Linked DNA regions of Sus scrofa: all the other regions are linked to region 3. Evidence: chromatin contacts called from public HiChIP or PLAC-seq data. All regions are on one chromosome and are shown on one strand. The core of a region is the stretch at or near the end of the contact, and the rest is flanking DNA. Distances in the headings are between cores, read along the strand shown. Region 1 holds the start of LOC106505238. Region 2 holds the start of RPL21 (60S ribosomal protein L21). Region 3 holds the start of MTIF3 (translation initiation factor IF-3, mitochondrial).

What was found. HiChIP or PLAC-seq counts read pairs in DNA pulled down with a chosen protein or histone mark.
Region 1: an H3K27ac HiChIP or PLAC-seq map of alveolar macrophages shows a contact between it and region 3. The contact joins the promoter of LOC106505238 here to the promoter of MTIF3 in region 3. A contact is called at or near these places in 1 of 5 promoter capture datasets (liver), 1 of 47 Hi-C or Micro-C datasets (skeletal muscle) and 1 of 2 datasets of contacts at active chromatin or transcription factors (alveolar macrophages).
Region 2: a contact with region 3 is called in an H3K27ac HiChIP or PLAC-seq map of alveolar macrophages. The contact joins the promoter of RPL21 here to the promoter of MTIF3 in region 3. A contact is called at or near these places in 1 of 47 Hi-C or Micro-C datasets (heart right ventricle) and 1 of 2 datasets of contacts at active chromatin or transcription factors (alveolar macrophages).

The regions. Positions count from the first base shown.
Region 1 is chr11:5,042,592-5,046,036 of Sscrofa11.1, reverse strand. It overlaps LOC106505238, which reads right to left and starts at 1,677. Exons shown (of 3, transcript XM_013980406.2): 1 at 1,551-1,677. The coding sequence starts at 1,576. POLR1D (DNA-directed RNA polymerases I and III subunit RPAC2) reads right to left here and starts at 1,763. Exons shown (of 2, transcript XM_003357811.4): 1 at 1,551-1,763; 2 at 116-694. The coding sequence starts at 1,576. The coding sequence ends at 319.
Region 2 is chr11:4,730,484-4,733,764 of Sscrofa11.1, reverse strand. It overlaps RPL21 (60S ribosomal protein L21), which reads right to left and starts at 2,018. Exons shown (of 6, transcript XM_003482864.4): 1 at 1,752-2,018. It overlaps LOC102162556 (a long non-coding RNA gene), which reads left to right and starts at 2,074. Exons shown (of 4, transcript XR_002336625.1): 1 at 2,074-2,492.
Region 3 is chr11:4,878,493-4,881,846 of Sscrofa11.1, reverse strand. It overlaps MTIF3 (translation initiation factor IF-3, mitochondrial), which reads left to right and starts at 1,847. Exons shown (of 4, transcript XM_001926477.7): 1 at 1,847-1,956.

The DNA of each region.
Region 1 (3,445 bases), core at 428-2,927, 160 kb before region 3:
TAGGCCCCTGATTTTCTCATGGTTTCCTCACTTTCAGTGTTGGTTCAATTAGGAAAACAAAACACCAACCCTAAAATAGTCAACCTCCAGGACAAAGGAACGGAAACCACTCAAATCGGTTTGAATGAAAGAGGGAATTTATTAGAAGAATACAGAGGGTTCTTGCAGGGACTCCAACAGCGGAAATGGTTAAGAGCTAGAGGCAGGCTCTTCTGCAGGACAGACCAGGTTGTCATCGCAAACTTTTACTTCTGGGCTTTGTCACAGCACCAATACGGTCTCCTAGAGGTCAGTCCTCCCTGGACAGGGCATAAGGGACTAGAAGGTGGACTCCTTTCTGCCGGCTTTATGATCCTTATATGCCTTTATGCTGGCCTCAAACTTGTCAAGCACGTGCTGGCAGACATTCATGAGCTCAGTCAGGCCTCTCTGAAAGGGCTCAACAGCTGGAAGGGCACCTCGAGTCTGTATGCGCAAATTAATTTTGCTCTCTGAAGGATGGGTTGTGGTGTAACCGCAAAACTCCACTTCCGGGTTCTTCATGATCATGTAGCGAAGAGAATTTCCTAGGGTATGGTCCTCCTCGTGCAAAACAAATGTCACACAGTGTCTATCTGTCCCAGCTGCCTGGACCATTTCCAGGGCTGTCTTCCTCTCGCCTTCAGCCATTGGGGTCTTCAATCCAGATATTTTTCTACACACATTTTTTGCAAAAATGAGATCATACTGAATATGCTTTCGTATCTAGCTTTTTTCATCTACGGTATCACAATGGTAACATGCTATTACTCCAATGCACTGCAGTTACAGAGAACTGTTAGCATGAACCTTTTATTTTCCTGCCTCCACATATTCTACCAATATTTAATTTATCGCCTCCAATTTCTCCCTACGCCATTTGGCCCTCCACATGGCCACGAGGGGAGTGTCGTTAAAAAAGCTTGCTAAATCTTATTTGGTAGAGTCACAAGAAAGGGCTATTATTAGAAACGGGTGGGCCCTGCCAGAGGATGGAAGGGGAGTTGAAAGGCGTGGGAAAACGCGACTATAAAAATAGAAACTAAAGCTCCTCAACGTGCAGGAGGTAAGGAAACTAGAAAGGAAAGTCTGAGAAGAGTCATCAAGCAGGAGGGAGAAAAAGCACTCAGCGCAGAGTAGCTTAAAGAGCGCTCTACACGGAGGAGGGACTTGGGCCCGACCAACACACCAATCCCATCGCTCCGGTAACAGGGGACGGTGCGTGGTTCGGAACGTTAGCTATGCTTCCTCTTGCTTTTCCAACGCGGGGGGTGGGCAGTTAACTCTGGTCTCGCAACTTGTCTTCCTTCCTCGATATCTAGAGCACTGAGCGCCTCCATTCAAACCATCCAGGTCTCCCGCCCCCTCTTCCCTCTCCCCACCCTGGCGCCCACCGCTCCCTCCTCCTCGCCTGTCCTCCCAGCCAGGCCCTCGCTGCTAGGCCGGGCCGCGGAGGCTGAGGCCCCGGCCGGCCGCCGGCTCCCAGGGCAGGGCGCGGCCCGCCTCTCCTGCCCCCACTCCCCGGCCGTTACCTCTCCAGCTCCTGGTCCTCTTCCATCGCGGGGGCGGCTTCCGGGATCCTCAGGTGGTGCCGGCCCGCCGAAGGCTCTGCCCCATACCGCGAAGCGTGCGGGCGCAGCAGGAAGAAAGGAAGGAAGGACCGACGGAAGGAGCGCGGACGGAAGGAGGGGGGAGGAGCCGCAGCGGCGCGGCAGGGCCCGGCCACTGGGCGGGGCGTGGAGGCTCCGCCCGGGCCCCGCCCACCCGCCCCGCCCCCGGCGCGAGGAGGGCGTGGCGAGGCCTGAGCCGCTCACCTGCGCTCCCAGAGCAAGTCCTCCCGGGAGGGCTAGCGGGGAGATGGGTGGGGTCCGGCTGCCGCCCCGCCCCAAGGCCGGCACCGGCCGGTGGGCGCCGGAGCTCAGCCCCCGGTGCCTTCCTCCAGGTGCGGGCGAAGGGGGCGGGGCCTTACCTGTGGCCCCCAAACTCCCCTTCTTAGAGCGAGGATCAGGCCTCCTTCTGACTTGCTGCTAGACCTGTGGGGGACACAGTTAGTCCCAGGCGGGTCCCCTGCCCCCCAAGGGACTCTCATGGGACGACGTACTTAAATTATAGTTAATCAGCACACTTTGATGAATTTCACAACTGAAGAGGATGGGTTTAAGACTGTATTTGTCTCATCCGGAATCTTGCAGCTGCACCCCTCAACGGGGTCAAAGGACACGCATTTTCTATTTTGGGGGGGAGGAGCGAGAGTTTGGAAGGAAACCATCTCCACCCGATCCCCACTCCCCCAATCCTTTCTTAGGATCTCCCTGGAGTACGCCCTGCCTCGTTTGGGACGTCCTTTTCCCCTTTACCCTTTTGGCCTCATAAACCTCCTCACCTGCGGAACCTCCCTCTCACCTTTGTTCCCAGGTGCCCCCGCCCCCTTTCACCGTCCGACTAGCTCTCCGCCCTCCTTCTCCCTTCGCGCCTCTCCGCTCTCCGCCCCCCTAGTGTTCCCGTTCGCTAATAATCCTTCTGCCTTCCACGCTCTCCTGCTCCCCTCGCCTCCTCACCCCGGCCAGCCCCGCTCCCTACCCCTCGACCCCCGCTGTCATCCAGCCCAACACGCCTACAGCTCTGCTTTCCTGCGCCACCTGTTCTCCTTACCCCACCCCCGATCCCCCTCGATGTTCGCCGCCGCCCCCAGCTGTTCCCCTCTCCTCGCAGCGTTCGGCGGTGAGCGCTGAGGCACTTCCCGAGCGCGTCTTCTGCTGGGGAATCAGGCGAGCGGCAGGGACAGCCGAGGAGTGGGGAGGGCGGGCGGCGAGGGGCGGAGCGGGCTCACTCTAACCCGGAGTGTCAGCCCCGGCCCGGCCCGCCCCCCGAGCTCCCGGATAGGCGGAGCCGCCCTCTGGCCCGCCCCCCTCCCGCCCTGTGCTGCCGCCGATTGGCCCCGGTGCGTGTCGGGCTGCGCGGCTCGGCCCTGGCGTCCGCCCGGGGGAAGGCAGCAGGGGCGGTTGAGAAGTGAAGTCTTGGCTGGAGTTTGCTTCTTGCCAGGAAATCCGCAGCGGCGGCGGCGATTCCCGGCGGAGCGGAGGCCGGCCGGCCGCGCGCTCCCTCAGCGGGCCGCGGAGAGCGGAGCCGGCGCTGGGCTGCGGCGCCGGGAGCCGGAAGCGCCGGGAAGCCGCGCGTCCCCAGTGAGTAACTTTGCCCTGCCCGCCTCGCTCCGCGCCCGCTCGCCGGGTCCGGCCGCGCCTCAGGTGCGGGCGGCGAGGGGTGTGGGGCGGCGAGGCGGCCGGAGCGGCGCCGCAGCGTCCTCCCGGCTCTCCGCGCCCGGCCGGGCTGCGGGGCCGCGGACCCGGTGTGGGGCCGGCCGCGCAGGTCCGGGGAAGAGGGCGCCGGGCTGCCGGGCGCCCGCCGCCGGGCAGGCGCCGGGGCAGGC
Region 2 (3,281 bases), core at 769-3,268, 150 kb after region 3:
ACTTGTGCCACACTAATCAGGAGAACCCAGCCTAGACTGCTAAGAGCACTGGGATTGCTAACTAGAAGATATACGTACTGTTCGGGGACATGACAATGACAAAACTCAGTCTTGCGTTTTAACACAACAGACTAAAGCCCCTTTCTTATCAACCTACAGGTTTCATTATACAACATCTATTAACTGTCAAAACTAGCTCACTTCATACATCTAGGTTTACAAGGAAACATAAGACAGGAGGACATACAGTAGGCTTTAAAATCACTGAACTCATTCTGACATAGGTTCTGCCCAGTATTTGCTGGGAGACCTACTCTTAAACTCTGACCCTCCCATGTGAAATAGGGTTAATGCTTTTACAACTAAGGTAATGTCTACAAAACACGGAGCAATTCCTAGCACTCGGAAAGGGATTATCACTAGTAAATAGTAGTCAAAGAACTCATCAATAGGCTTTCACAAGTTGAACCTTTCACTTTATTTCCCCAAAGGTCAGAAAATGGTTTTCATTGCTTCAAATCATCCAAGTGGAGAACATACCATTGCCAGCAACTACTCCTACCACAAGGCAAAATAAACCGAAGGCCAGCTTAGGTTTCTGAGAGTGTTCCAACATAAACCAGTCTCTTTTTACCTACCACCCCTTAACCGTAAAGAACAGTGACACCCAAGTACCTTTTTCAGGTTAACTTGTGTGGCAAGAAGACACACAAGAACGGTTCACCCAACCCATTCGAAGCAAACCATTGTTAAAACAAATGCAGCCTTCCTTTTAAAAGGCATTAAGCATCTATGCAGCACAAGTTCAGCTTTAATTCTCAACTCTGTATTAAGTTCATAAACAAGGAGACATGCTTGCAGGTCCACCTCACTATGTGGAGTCACAAAGTGGCACAATCCGTAATGGAAGTCACTTCTGACTCCAGAATCCACGCTCCTTCCACTAGACCCATTTTTTGAGCTAGAAATTGAACATGGTTGAATACACAAACGAACGCGTTTTTAAAAATAATACTTAACGTCCCAAGCAACGATGCTTTAAATTCTGTAATACTTCCAAAAATGGGACCCACTACGGAATGCAACCCGCAGTTTGCATAACCAGACTCAGATGTAGTGGTTATTCACGTTAGGTCTGACTCGGCTACTCATGAATCCCTCCTCCGCTCAACACTTGTCCAGGCGTTACGAAAACAGAACCCGCAGCACAGTTTACTCCCTTTGTCCAACTGTGATCCCAGCCCAGAATTAAAGCCGCGAGAAATCATTTCCTGCATCACCAACGAAAGGCCGGGACTTCCTTATGCCGATCGACGCAGTGGGCACCTGTGTGGTTCACCGACACACGACCCCCGACTTTCAGACACACGCAGGCCTCACCGGAGCTTCAGGCCGGCGGCTGACTTTAAACCCGCTCCCACTACCCTAAACTTCTACCCCACAGCATGACGCTGCAAGTTCCCAAACGGGGATTAGGACACCACACCGAAAACATTACAGAACCACGTGTCTCTCCCCGGTGCTTCGAGCGCATGTCCCCCGAGCAGGGCCGCGGCGTCGGAGCCCGGCCTTCGGCCCCGCGGCCCAGGCCCGAGCCCGCCGCGGACGGACATAGCTCCCCAACCTAAGCCAGCGGGCCCGAAGCGGACTGGACAGTCTCTCCAGAACCCCAACGCCCGGCCGCCGCGGCCGCCGCGCTGGCGCTCACGCCGGTGGCACGCCGGGCGCCGGGAGCCACGCGCGGGCCCTACCTGGAAGATGGCGGTGCCGGCCGAAAAGGAGGAGGCGGGGCCGCGCGCGCGCCTTACAAGGGCCTGCGGGCTGCCCGCGGCGCTGCCTGAGGGGACGCCGGCCCGCAGCCACTCTTTTCTGGGGGCGGGTAGCGTCCCCAGGAACCAGAAGAGCCTGTGAGAATGGTTTCCTTTCTTGAGAAAAAGAGGTGCTCGACCCACGCAAGCGGACACTTGGATCTTGCCAGACAGCCCGGAAAGGGGCCTTCAAGGGCGCCACCCGGGCGGCGACGCCCCGAGCGTGCTGACGTCAAGCCTGCGACAGACGCCACGCCGGAAGCGGGCGGGTGCTTGCTTTGTGGGGCCGCTGGGAGCGCTTGGTTATTTCCTCTGAGCGCTTAGCTGCCGCTTGTAGACTTGACTGCGTGGGCACAGAAGTCAAGTGGTGGTGGAGAGAGTGTATTATCCAATTTGTATGTCTTTCAGTCAGCTCTTTCCTCCACGCGTCTAAACATCCTCCGCACCTGCTGGTAGGTGCGTACATGTTAAGACCACCTTGAAGCAATTGGGCAAACTCTAGTAAAACCGAAATATCCAAAGAGCAAATTCCAGCATTCAGCTCCTAACTGTGTATTTTATAGGAACTTTGCTGTGTAGACAAGGGTGTCCATAGCCCCACTGTGAGTAGGAGCAAAAAATTGGAAACTTCCATCAATAAGAGCATAAACATGGGATATTCACAGGACGCAATATTATATGCCAGTAAGTCAAGACTGAACCTAGAAATGTGATGAAGCAGAAAGAGGGAGATTTATGTAGGTACAGTTTTTTTTTCTTTTTTCTATTTTTGCTTTTTAGGACCACACCTGGGGCATATGGAGGTTCCCAGGCTAGGGGTCTAATTGGAGCTACAGCTGGTGGCCAACGCCAGATCCGAGCGGCGTCTTCGACCTACACCATTGCTCACAGCAACGCCGGATCCATAACCCATTGAGCAAAGCCAGGGATCTAACCCTGCAACCTCATGGTTCCCAGTCAGATTCGTTTCTACTGTGCCATGGTGGGAATTCGCGTAGGTGCAATTTTAAAACATGTAAAACAATGTTATATATTGCTTTTGTTATACATGCATATGTAGTGAAACTAGTCCAGGAATAAAAGGAACTGAAAATCTAATTTAGAAGTGTGGTATTGTCTGATAGGGAGGAGACTATAAAGAAAGGGGTAGAAGGGAGGCTTTAACTTTCTTGACTATTTTTGAGCTGGGTATTGAATACCTGGCTGGGGGGGTGGTGATTAAATTAGGAGTTAAGCCTGGGAGACCACTCCAAAGAGGTGAGGGGGGGAGCAAGGATATATGAGTTTTTGTAACAAAGAGAGAGTATGAGGAACAAAAGATTTACAGAAAACCAGATTTGCAGAAAAAGTTTTACAGAAAACCAGTTTCTTTGGAAAGATGCAACGGTCTGGGCTTACAGGAATCACTCCTCTGATACGCACCAGCCCTGGGCCAGTATTTCTTTCTTGAGTTCCTTCAGGGCTAACTGGCCC
Region 3 (3,354 bases), core at 598-3,097:
CAGCGCTCACAGGGGCTTGGTGACCCCGTCAGATTGTTACCACACCCCCAAAGCAAGAAGGGTGCCTTAGCAAGCGGAGGCCATAAACACAGGAAGGGGTCCCCAAAGAGCCAGCTGCCTGCTTGACTATCATTTTATTCAAGGGGCTTCCATGCCTGCCCCCACTGGAGCTGAGCCCAAAACGCCCCATCTCATGTCAGCCGGAGGTCAAAGCAGAGTTCAAGAGAAGGGATAAAATGCTGCTGCTTCTCTCTCTGAAGGCACGGCTGCTGTGCTCACTCTATTCTGCTCCTCCCTCGCCTTCCAGCAACAGCTGGTATCTGACGACGGCCATCGAGAAAACTGCCCAGATCTACTGTGGCCACACGCACCTTCAAAGAGGGGCTGCAAAAGGCATAGTGGCAGGTAGCTCTAGTTACCAGTGAGGACTTGATCTTACCAAGCTTTAAGCCTTAAGTTGGGTATCAAACTCTTCTATCAGTTTCACCCGTTTCACTTAATATCTTCAGAGACTGGTAACTCCACTGGTTCACTCACTTTGTAAGTGATGCTCAGCATCAAGGGCGCCAACTCTGACACGAGGCTGCCTGGGTTTTCATTCCTGACTCTGCTGTCATCTGTATGACCCTGGGCAAATTATGTAACTTGTCCAGGCTTCAGTTCCCTCATCTGTGAAATAGGGTTGATTGGGTTTTCCTGAAGATTAAATGACTTGATGCAACTCGAGGGCTCAGAACAGTGCCTGGCGGCCAGCAGGTAACTTACCAAGGCGAGCAGTTCCCAAGTACCGAGCTGGTCACTCTTACCTCTAGATCTACACCAAACAAGCACATCCTGCTATTAAGGAGTATTTGCGGCAGGATAAAATGAATCTCTGATTCTTCTCAACTTGGAAAAGGCCAACATGCAAATACTAACCTTGGCCTTTGAGTCACATCTAGTGTTTTCTGGGTTTACCACTTGGCTGTTTTCAGTTAGTACCTACTTTGCTCGACGCCATGGATTTGATGAGGAAACGGAAACGTGGTCTTTGCTCTCAAGGAGGTACTTAAAGCTGAACTAGTCTCCTCGTCTGGAATGAAACAGGTAATGCGTGATTTGAGAAGCTATTTGAGAGTAAAGCGAAGCGTCCCGCTGGATTTGCAAGTACCCAACCAGGTGGCTTCATTGAGTCCCGATCACAGATTCCCGCTGTGCCACTGAGCAACGTCTTGCCCGAGAAGCGGCAAGGGGGGCAGGGGCTGGCACAGCGGCCTGCAGGCTCGGGGCCTGCGGTGACCTCAAAGCAGCCTGGAAGAGACCAGGTGCAAGGCCAGCACCCAGGGATAGAAAGGCTCCAGAGCTGAGCAAACCACGCACCCACCACGCCAGTCTCCTCCTGAGTTAAAAGGCTGACTGCTCCGAGCTCCCCAGGTTACCGGCACCACGTGGACCTTCCCTGCCCGGGATGGGGCTCAGAGACCGCTTACCTGGGAACCGAGGGGAGCCTTTACTTTCCGAGTCTGTCTGCTCACCTGCAATTCTAGACAGTGCATCCGAACTCACAAACGATTACAGACGTTTAAACGTTTGAAGACGTTTATAAAGCAGTTTATTAAGTATATATCAAAATACTATGTTATTTAAGAAAAAAAGACGTGCACAAAAACTAAGCCCTAATGTGAACACAGCCACAGCAAGGTTGGAGCCGACTTAATGGAACGTGGGGAAGGGATGCTCTGGTCTCCGCTCAACCTGCAGCAGCCGGCCAGGCCGGCACCAACTTCACGAAGGGAACTCCCCTCGGCAGCGACATTTTCCGTCGGCGGACGTTGAGTCGCCGACCGGAAGCACCCCGCCTCACGTCACCTTTCCTTTAAAGACGCAGGCCGAAGCCCCGCCTACTACGGAAGGCGAAAGGGAGCCCCGTTTGCGCGCTCCTTCGGCCAAACCTTACCAATCGGCGGCCCGGTACAGGTAAAGCTAAAGGCGAAGGGCACTGCGCGAGTCAGGGGACCTGCGGCGGGAGGAAGGGATCGTGCGGCTGTGCCCGCGGAGGACGCGGCCTTGCGCTCAGCCATGTCCCCTGTCCCTATCCATGGAAGGTCAGTGCCGCCCACCCGCCAACGGAGAGGCCCCGTAGACCCTGCCGCGCGGTCGGAGGTCGGGCAGGGATGTAAAGCCGTCTTCGAGCCCAAGCTGCCGACCGCCCAGCCGGGAGCCGCAAGACCTACATGCGCCGCCAACCCTGCCGTCCCCCGCACCTAAGGCCCGGCTATCCGGACGCAGCACGTTTGCTCGCGCACGCACGCCGAGCGTCGCTACGACCCTCCGCCCCAGGCGCGGTGCCGGGACCGAGCCTGGGATGGGCGTGGCCGTCGCGGGTGCACGTGACCCGTCTGGCTGGCGCGGAAGGCCCCGCCCGACAGTACCTGGCCTGCGCGGTGGAGGGAGATGGGGCAGACCGCTCGCCCTGCAGCCCAGGGAGGTCGTAGTGGGGTTTTCGAGGTTGCTCAGTGATCATGGGATTCCCCCACCCCATTTATCATTTACCAGGCTCCAAAACTTAATACTCTTGAAAGAAGTCAATAAATTCTCTCACTAAACAGCTGCAGTTCCAGGAGTTCCCGTCCTGGTTCAGTGGTTAAGGAACCCCACTAGCACCCGTGAGGACGCCGGTTCAATCCCTGGCCTTGCTCAGTGGGTTAAGGATCTGGTGTTGTTGTGAGCTGCGGTCTAGGTCGCAGACGCGGCTCCGATCCAGTGTTGCTGTGGTTGTGGCGTAGGCTGGCGCCTACAGCTCCGATTAGACGCCCTAGCCTGGGAACCTCCTAAAAGACAAAAAGGCAAAAAAGAGCTGCAACTCCAAGTGCATGCTATGAGAGGCTTCAATGTAAGAAAGTACGGGGCGGGGGGCGGTTCCTGGAAAACCGACTACTGGTTACTGTGCCTGTGCCAGGCATGATTCAGGAAAAGAATAAACGAGATTAGTTCCCTGCTTCAAAGAACTTACTGTCTAGTAAAGGAGAAACAGTAATAAGCGTTTGAGGATGAAGTGTACCAGTGTCTGCTCCTTACTTTGAAATGTATCAAAAGGTACGTAAAATGAATGGAAAGAGGGGTAGGTAGATGGAGTCTAGGAGGATAGGTATGGGCGTGTTCACTGTACGGTCTTCCAACTTTTTAATACAAGTTGGGCCAAGAAGTCCTATAATAAGGAAGAGTCTGTATTGTATCACAAGTTAATCACTAAAGCAATGTTGCCTGTAAGCTTAAATTACACTTAATGGCCCATCTCTGGGAACCTTGCCTCCCAGGTAATAAGAATTAAGGTAAAACATCTTCCTTTAGGAGTTCCCATTGTGGCACAGGTTA